Linked DNA regions of Mus musculus: all the other regions are linked to region 3. Evidence: chromatin contacts called from public ChIA-PET and capture Hi-C data. All regions are on one chromosome and are shown on one strand. The core of a region is the stretch at or near the end of the contact, and the rest is flanking DNA. Distances in the headings are between cores, read along the strand shown. Region 1 has its middle 32 kb from the start of Ifngr1. Region 2 holds the start of Map3k5 (mitogen-activated protein kinase kinase kinase 5). Region 3 overlaps Gm33332 (a long non-coding RNA gene).

Region 1 (2,727 bases), core at 105-2,604, 130 kb before region 3:
ACATTAATAATTATAGCAAATAAAAGAGTTGTCACAGCTGTGCTTCCTAGTTCTCTCTTCTAAGACTGATGATTGCGAAGGGCCCATTGTATATGCTAATATATTAGGTAAGAATGTAGTTAGAGCTTAGGTAAAGAAGGAAGTGTTTCCCAGTAAGTTGAACCATATTCATTCTGCTACCCAGGCAACTATAAAGCCTTTTACAGCCAAACATGTCACCTTTACTTCCAGAAGAATAAAAGGGAACAAGGACCTCCAAGAACCACCTTAGACTCAAGCCTTGAGGGGTACCTGGAAAAAATGCAGCGGTTTTAACAACCAGCAGTTGGAAAATTAGATATTTTTTCCCCATGAGTTGTATCAATTGTCAATATGACCAGTCTGTGGATAACTGAGGACATGAAATTACTGAGATTTAAAAGAGTAAGGTTTTATTTTTTTAGTGATGAAATGAAAAATGGAGAAGCAGTATTTGTGAAATAGGCAATCAATGACAATTAACTTATTAAACAACTAATTAAGCTATTAATGACAACGGCTATATTAACTAACCATTGCTAATGAAAATAACCAACAATATTATTTTCTTGTTGTCTAAATCATACTTTTCAATCCTAGTGACCAACAACAATACTCGCACTTTAAGCTTTATTCTCTCACAAACACATTGGAAAATGGCAGAGCTCTCATCTGAACCTCAGTTTTGGTAGTGGCCAGTGTGATGTGTACTTTGGATTTTGAACTAAGGCATAATCGATCCTGACTCCTTGTCTTTTTAATCTGAAAATATTCTTAAGATTGCTTGTAAATCTTGCAACACGGCGTGGCACTAACTGCCATAGCCAGTCAGATCTCATGAACAAAAGAACTTCCAGGAAGCCATAATAATTCTCCATCTTAGGCTTTCAAATCTTTGGCTAATGTACAGTGGGTGCTTGATGGGTAGACAGTCATCTACAGCTAGATCCACAGCTTTGTCAGCTGCCATAGCTTATGACACAGATGTTTCTTAGACACTTTTAATAATCCAGAAAAAATTCCAAGAGGAAAGCTGGATTAAAAAACATTCTTTCTCTATTGTAAAAATTCATGAATAGAAACCAACATCTTAGGGACAGTATGTAAGGACTTCTTGGTGGAGACATACAAATTATATGGGACCAACTCAAAATCTAAACCTCATGTCTTCTGTCACGATAAAGCTGAGGGAGTTGGGATAGGACATTTGCAGCCTTTATCTCTTAATAAATATGAATATTTTAAAATAGATTCCTCCCTAAATATATCCCCATACCAAATAATAGAGAATAGTCATCTTCCTGTTTTATACAAAGGCATGGCCACTTTTTGGATTAAAGTCAAGAGGAAAAGACACTGCCTTCTCAGTCTGGTCCTAAAGTCTGGACAGCTGCCAATCCAAAGTACTTCCATTCCTTCATATATACAAAGGACAGAAAATACTTCAGAAACTCGTGTTACCTCAATCACCAGGAAAATCCAGTTTTTAAGTGATATCTTAGGTCATTCATAAATTTTAGTAGCTTTGTAACAACAGAGAAATTTCTTAAAAGATCAGCATAAAACAACTGCGTTGTGTAACTTCCCCTCAGCGAAACCACAGGCAATTATAGCGTAAACAGCTGTATCCTCCCAATAAGCCCACGAGTGATTGGGGATATTGTATACAAACTCGGGGCCATGAATAAAGAGGACATTAAATGTCTTCCCTTCTATTGAAAACAGTTTTCTCACATCGTATATCTTGATTATGATTCTCCTCCCTCTGCATCCCCACTTCCTCCTCATCTCACCTCACCTCCCATCCAGATCCATCCCTCTCTGTCTCTCATTAGAAATCTACAGTCTTCTAATGAATATCAACAAGATAAAATATAATATAATAAGACAAAAACTAGCACATCAGCATAGGACAAGACAAACAAACAGAGGAAAAGAACCCAAAGAGAAAACACAAGAAACAGAGTCAGAAATCCACAAAAACACCAAACTGGAAGCCATAATATGTATTCAAAGTGTCTGTAGAATGAAAAGGGAAAAGAAAAAAAATATCAATAAAATAAAGCCAAAAAACAATATAATTTTAAAAAAGGAAAATCCCTGACATGACACTGTGAGACAAGAAACCTCCAAACACGTCATTTAGTTGGTTTTCTGTTGACATCTGCTGCTGGGAGTGCGGCCTACCTTTAAGAGTGAATGGTTTCCCCAGGGATATTCCTTTGGAGAGAACTAAACTTTCATTTGCAGATGGTTATCAATTGGAGATAGCTTCTGGGTTAGGGATGAGGACCCCAACTGGTGCAAACCCACACAGGCCCTGTGCATGCTACCCCAGTCTCTGTGAGTTCATATCTGCATCAATCCTGTTTAGTTAGAGGGCCTTGTTTGTTTGCTCTTCTCTAACACACACCCCTGTGTCTTATACTCGTTCTACCTAAAAGAACATATTTGTGTTTGTTTGTTTGTTTGTTTGTTTGTTTTATGTCGTCTTTAAGTATCTATCTTCTGGTAAGTAATATCCCTTAGCTATAAAAACTTTGAACAAAAATTTGGGCCAATGAGATGGCTCAGCAGTTAAGAGCAATTGCTGATCTTGCAGAGGACCCAGGTTCATTTCCCAGCACCCATGTGGTGACTTCCAACCTCCAGCTCCAAGAGATCTGCTGCCCTCTTCTGGCTCCTCAGACATCAGGCGTCCATGTGGTA
Region 2 (2,968 bases), core at 332-2,831, 240 kb after region 3:
ACAAAAAGGACCTTATTATTTGGAAACTATCAATAAAATACTGTAACAATTTAAGAATTGGGCAGTGTTCTGGTCTGAATGTGTCCCTCGCCCCCAGATTCCCCTTACTTAATACTGTGTTAAGTAAGGCTTTGGGGAGTTTGACATCCAATTTACATTTTGCCTCTTACATTTTGGCTTACTAACCTCAAGTTAGGAAATCCAAATCCTTTACGTATTGCAGCTTGCCTTGGCTTTCCTGACATGACCTACAGCATTCTGGGAGAGTTCTCTGGGAATTTACACATCTGGTTTTGCTTCCCAAAATAAGCGGGAGCTTTTTGATCACACTAAAGCAATCAAGCCTTTTCATTTGTGTATGGTTCAGTTTTAAAAAATGAAATAAGTTAACTTCTCTCTTTCAACTCTGAATGATAATTTTCCCATGCATTTTCTATCTTAGGTATCTGGCATTTTGAGGAAGGGGTGACTTTAAGATGATATATGAGAGTATTAAGTCATTCGGCAATGGAGCCAATCAATTACTCATTAACGATAACAGCGTAAGCAACTGGAAATTTTACAATGAAAAGTACCAGCGGCTGCCACGATAAATTTAGCCGACCACTTCTAAATTTAGCGCCCCTGTCACTTATAAACCACTTTCCATTTGAGGCCTGGGCTGTAGGGCGCTTGTTGGATCCTCCCGCCTCTCGGCACGCGTGTTGCCACGGTGCATCCAGCGCCACGCGCTGCCCACGAGCGGACCAGAACGAGCGAGGCGCGGTGGCTGCGCCCAGCGCTGCAAACGCCTGGCGGGCTGACCGGGACAGTGCGGGTTAGAGACTCTTCTTTTGCGCCGTCCCGCAGCGAGGCGCGCACAGGGTTTCAGCCCTCTTTCCCAGTTCTCTGAGGTCCCGGAGCAGTGGGTTCGGTCCAGGCTGCAGCTTCCCAGCAGCGCCCTCCTCAGGGGCGGGCCCTGGCTCTCTGTGCTGCAACGAGTGGGCGGCCACAGGCGGGTAGCCGAGAGGACGGGCGGCTGCGAGACGGTCGCTGGGACTCGGAGGGCGCGGCGAACCGGTGAAAGAGGAAGGGAAGGAAGGAAGGAGGAGGTGGTGGTGGAGGAGACGGAGTCGGTGCAAGGGAGCTGTTGCGGAGCAGAGAGGCGGATCCTTTCGGGAGCGGCCACGGAGGTTCCGGGACGCGGCTCGGGGTAGCCCGCCCACCGCGCGTAAGGTGTTCTCCAGGTAGCGCCGGCACCCAGAGGGCGCCCTCGCCCGGCCCGCGCTCGGCAGGCGACAGCTCGCGGCTCCCCGAGCGCGGCGCCCTTGAGCCGGGCTGCGCAGGTTGGCCGCCGACTCGTCCGCCCGCCAAGAGGAGGAAGCTCTGTCCCTTCCCGCTCGCCGCGGCCGGCGTCCCCACCCCGTGGACTCTCCACCCTGCAGCGGGCGAGCGGCGTGGCCACGGAGGCGCCGAGGAGGGGCGAGCCGCCGCCGGGCAGCGGCGTGGCCCCGGGGGACAGGGCGCCCGAGCGGAGGCGGCGGCGGGGCGGTGAAGGCGCGGCGCGCGATGGCAGCTGCCTAGCCCGGCGCGCGCGGAGCAGCCCGGAGCTGTGGCTAGCCAGACGGTGCGTCTGGGCTGGGGACTCCGGGGTCGCCGCCGTGGCAGCCCGGCAGGCAGAGATGGGCACCGAAGCCGGCGAGGGCATCACTTTCTCCGTGCCGCCCTTTGCGTCCGTGGGCTTTTGCACCATCCCGGAGGGCGGCAGCTGCCGGAGGGGAGGAGGAGCGGCGACGGCGGCGGAGGGAGAGCCGAGCCTGCAGCCCTTGCTTGTGCCGCCGCCGCCGCCACCGCCGGGCAGTTTCTGGAACGTGGAGAGCGCGGCGGCTCCCGGCACCAGCTGCCCTACCACCGCCCCCGGGAGCAGCGCCACCCGAGGCCGGGGCAACTCTGGCAGCGGGGGCGGCCGGCGTACCACCGTGGCTTATGTGATCAATGAGGCGAGCCAGGGGCAGCTGGTGGTGGCGGAGAGCGAGGCCCTGCAGAGCCTGCGGGAGGCGTGCGAGGCGGTGGGCGCCACCCTGGAGACCCTGCATTTCGGGAAGCTGGACTTCGGGGAAACCGCCGTGCTGGACCGTTTTTACAACGCAGGTGAGTGGCAGCTCGGCTCGTTGCTTTGCCCAGCCGGTTTCTCCTGGCTGTCTTGGTTGGGGGGGGGGGGGGATTTTTGTTTTGTTTTGTTTTTCGTGGGCGGGAAGCAAGCTTCCTATTTACATCACGCCTCACCTTGAGAGCGGCAAGAGTGGTTGCAGGACTATTCAGGCCGGCCGCTCCTAGTTGAGGGTGTGCTGGTGCAAGTGACTGTATTTGTGCGGGAGATCCTCCGCTGATTTATTCATTATCCGGCAGCGAAGACCCTGGGTCCAAGTACAAGGCTCGGAAAAACACTTCCTCCCACCATTGCGAATAATTGCTTCAATCACTTCTCTTCAGTTAGGAGGTGGGTAGGTTTTGCTTTTGCAAACACACACCTGTGGCCCACTGAAGTGATGTTCTGTTCTCTGTGCAGTCTTGGGAGTACAGAAATGCCCTTATGCTAAGCAGCCAGCTGTGTGCAGAGTTTCGTTTGAGTTTTCAAAGCGCGGCCTGACCTTCCCCAACTCATTTCACCTTCGAGTTTTGGTGGCTTCAATTTCCCATTCTCTTACTACTTTGAACGGTCAAATAACTATATGTTGGAGTAAAAGCACCGTGAAACACACCAAATGTGTGTGATCTTTGTTAGAATCTTGCCCAAAGAACCAGTTTTTTTTGTTTTGTTTTTTGTTTGTTTGTTTGTTTTTTTAAAAAATTACCTCAGATACTGTGGTGAGTGGAAGAGTTTATAATTTGGCATGGTTTAAAGAGTTCCCATGCAATTTTAATGACAGATTCGGTTGACTATTAAAGTGATTGTTAATGTAATCCACCGGAATGTCTCCCTTTTAGT
Region 3 (2,700 bases), core at 70-2,569:
GAGACTGGAGGCCCCAGGGAGTTTAGAGTTCAGGTGGGGTGAGGGATGGGGGCATCCACATGGAGACAGGGGGTGGGGAGCAAGTATGAGATGTGGAGCAGTTGGAGGATGGGGGGAGGAATAAAATATGGAGTGTAAAAAAATAAATTAATTAATAAAAAAGAAAAATCAACATGCAAATCAAAAAAATAAATAAAATTTTTAAAAAAACGATTCTTGCTAGCAAATGTTATTGGCAGAAACCTACCATTGACATACAAATAGATAAGATTTTCGTTTACAGTTTTTTGAAAAGTTATTGTTAAACCAGAAAGTGTGTATTGGTTAGAAATACCACTTGAATCATAGAGTAAAGTAATTCACAGTGTGGATCAGCACCACTAGAAAAACATTTCTTTTTAATCCAGTTTTTATTTCACTCCAAAGTGCATATTCACTCTATTACTTCTGGGAGTATTTGTTTAAAAGGAAATCTTTTTTAAAAGAAATATTTATTTTAGATAAATAGAACATCTAATATAACATAATACTAACAGAAACATTTATTTTAGAAATAAAAAGATGGGGCAAAGAGATAAATTAAGGATTTCAACACACTTCAGAAGAGATCCAGAAAAAAAGGACAGTACTTGGGAAGGGAGCAAGCATACTTCAGACTGCATGTCCTTGTTTCCCACAGCCAGTTGACTGCTTCTGGGTGTGTCCTCAAGGCTCTGCCTTTGCCTGGAAGAAACTGCCCCTAAGCTGTGGTCTCACTGACTGAGGAATGCCAGGTCACTCCTCTTCGTAGCCTCTGGCATCAACTGGGGCAACTCAGGCAGGACCAACTGGAGGTGCCCCACCCCCAGATCCTCAGCACCTGAGTGGGATTGGCCCCACCTTCTGCATCAAGTCAGCATGCAGCCTCTGACACAGTTACTCCCTCATCCCTGCCGGTATTGACCCTCAGAGCATTTACCAGTTAATTAAACCACTGCCCAGAAGTCTCCATTTCAGAATTGTTTCCGGGGACCCAACCAAAGACACTTGGCTTCAAAAATGATCCTAACAGTTACTTAGCGGTATTTTATAGATAGATTATTTGCTGGCCAATTGGCAATGAAGACCCCCTCAAAGAAGTGTGAGAACTGATAGCAGTATGCTATAGGGGTCAAGTGGCAAACTCCCCTAGCCATGGGATTGCTACAGAAAGGAATGTGCTGTTGGGGGCATCTGAGAAGTGTCACGGGCATGAGTGTCATAAGGACTGTAGAATGGGGGTTGGGGCGCAGCTGACTAATGCACAGCTCCGGCTTCACCGTAGAAGTCACCAGAGTTCAAACTGACACTTGAGTGTGCATGTGGCAGAGAGGAAGTGAGAGCCGTTACAAAAGAGCAAAACAGTCAGAGGAAGCTTCGCTTACCGAAGTCCCGATGCAGAAACTGCCGGGCAGTTAGAGGAAGTTCGAACTGGCAGTAAATCTAAGAGTAGAAAAAGGTGTTGCTTCATAGAGACGTAGAAGCGGCCATCGTCCAAGTCACCACTGCGATGGGGTTGGGGGCGTTATATCTTAAGCACAAGGACAAACTCTGAAAGACACTCCAGGGTGAGAGTTAACTTTAAAACAAAACTCTTTGGCTGTTCACGAACAGCCTTCACACAGCTTCCCCGAGGCTGCCACAGGACTTATTTCAAAGGCACAAAGACCTCATGAAGCTGCCTCTGGACACAGAGTAGCTGAGTAAGTCAAGCTACTCCACATGGGAAAGTCAAGTCCATCTCCACACACTGACGATATCTACAAAGCAATCGGTGCCCTCTACCTTAAGATCTCAACACGGAAATACTTCAATTCTTCAGTAACGGGTACTGCATGGACTGTGTCCCTGCTCAACCTACCAGTGTATGGAACTCAGAAAACAGCATCCGATAAACGAATGTTGTCATGTTGAATAACAGAGTAAATACCCTCTCCAGAGGAGATGCCCCACGGGGACTGTAGCAAATTGCTCCAGACTTGTTAAAACCTTGATTAAATGATAAGTAGGTACATTGGCTCAAAGATGATGGGGTAAGTAATAGATAGAGGTCAAAGCAGCTTGTGTCACCATGGTAGGTAGGAAGGGGGAACTCTCAGACCGTGCACATAGGTGGAAACCCTCAAGGAACTGGTGCTAGGGTCTCTTCTGGTTCAAGTGGTAACCTCTGCTGTTAAAAAGTTCTTCCCAAGAAAAAAAGCTGGCCCAATTTCACACTGGTCACTGAGCCCCATTTTTGCACTTCCTGTTCTGTTTTCCGATGAAGGGATTCCGGTGTTCTGTTTACATGCAAGCCATGTCGGATGTGAACCTAACGTGAGTAGCAGTCCTTGATTCTAGCTGTGACCCTGTAAGTGAGCCTGCCGCCTCTTGACTGACAGATCCTAGAGCTCTGTCCGAGCACCACCTAAGTGCCTAGATGGGAAAGGCCCACTCGAGCCCACTCATCTCTTCTCTGTCTACGCTGCTGAGAATCAAAAATCAATTTCACTTTGGAACTGCAGACGATCCCATGTTGAGGGGGTCCTGCACAGGTGAACCTCTGCCCTCTGGCGTGTTTCTTATGAGAACATTGCAGAAGCCTGGAAGGACAGCCAGACTTGGGAGTATGAGCAGAGAGTGACATCCAGTGGCCGATGGGTCACATTTCTGCTGTGCTAGGCACTCCATTTCTGAGAATGT

The links. ChIA-PET counts read pairs in DNA pulled down with a chosen protein or histone mark. Capture Hi-C pulls out chosen DNA fragments and counts their contacts.
Region 1: a capture Hi-C map of bone marrow-derived macrophages shows a contact between it and region 3, with 8 times the contacts expected there. The contact joins two enhancer-like sites. A contact is called at or near these places in 2 of 484 Hi-C or Micro-C datasets (CD4 T cells and the G1E-ER4 cell line), 4 of 115 datasets of contacts at active chromatin or transcription factors (T-cell acute lymphoblastic leukemia, large pre-B cells, microglia and 1 more) and 1 of 9 other capture datasets (bone marrow-derived macrophages).
Region 2: an RNA polymerase II ChIA-PET map of memory CD8 T cells shows a contact between it and region 3, with 15 read pairs. The contact joins the promoter of Map3k5 here to the enhancer-like site in region 3. A contact is called at or near these places in 1 of 15 datasets of contacts at CTCF or cohesin (large pre-B cells), 2 of 484 Hi-C or Micro-C datasets (both in embryonic stem cells) and 5 of 115 datasets of contacts at active chromatin or transcription factors (bone marrow-derived macrophages, embryonic stem cells, large pre-B cells and 2 more).

What each region holds. Positions count from the first base shown.
Region 1 is chr10:19,558,372-19,561,098 of GRCm38.p6, forward strand. No RefSeq gene overlaps it. Among named protein-coding and RNA genes, the nearest start is that of Ifngr1, 32 kb to the right of the region's middle. Within about 2 kb of position 1,355, at least 15 of the 459 cell types and tissues checked have an H3K27ac peak or open chromatin away from gene starts, as enhancers often do. A contact at or near this core is called in bone marrow-derived macrophages and microglia, where this site is marked.
Region 2 is chr10:19,932,945-19,935,912 of GRCm38.p6, forward strand. It overlaps Map3k5 (mitogen-activated protein kinase kinase kinase 5), which reads left to right and starts at 1,582. Exons shown (of 30, transcript NM_008580.4): 1 at 1,582-2,130. The coding sequence starts at 1,662.
Region 3 is chr10:19,690,647-19,693,346 of GRCm38.p6, forward strand. The region is part of intron 1 of Gm33332 (a long non-coding RNA gene); the gene reads right to left. Among named protein-coding and RNA genes, the nearest start is that of Il20ra, 21 kb to the right of the region's middle. Within about 2 kb of position 1,320, at least 128 of the 459 cell types and tissues checked have an H3K27ac peak or open chromatin away from gene starts, as enhancers often do. A contact at or near this core is called in bone marrow-derived macrophages, memory CD8 T cells and microglia, where this site is marked.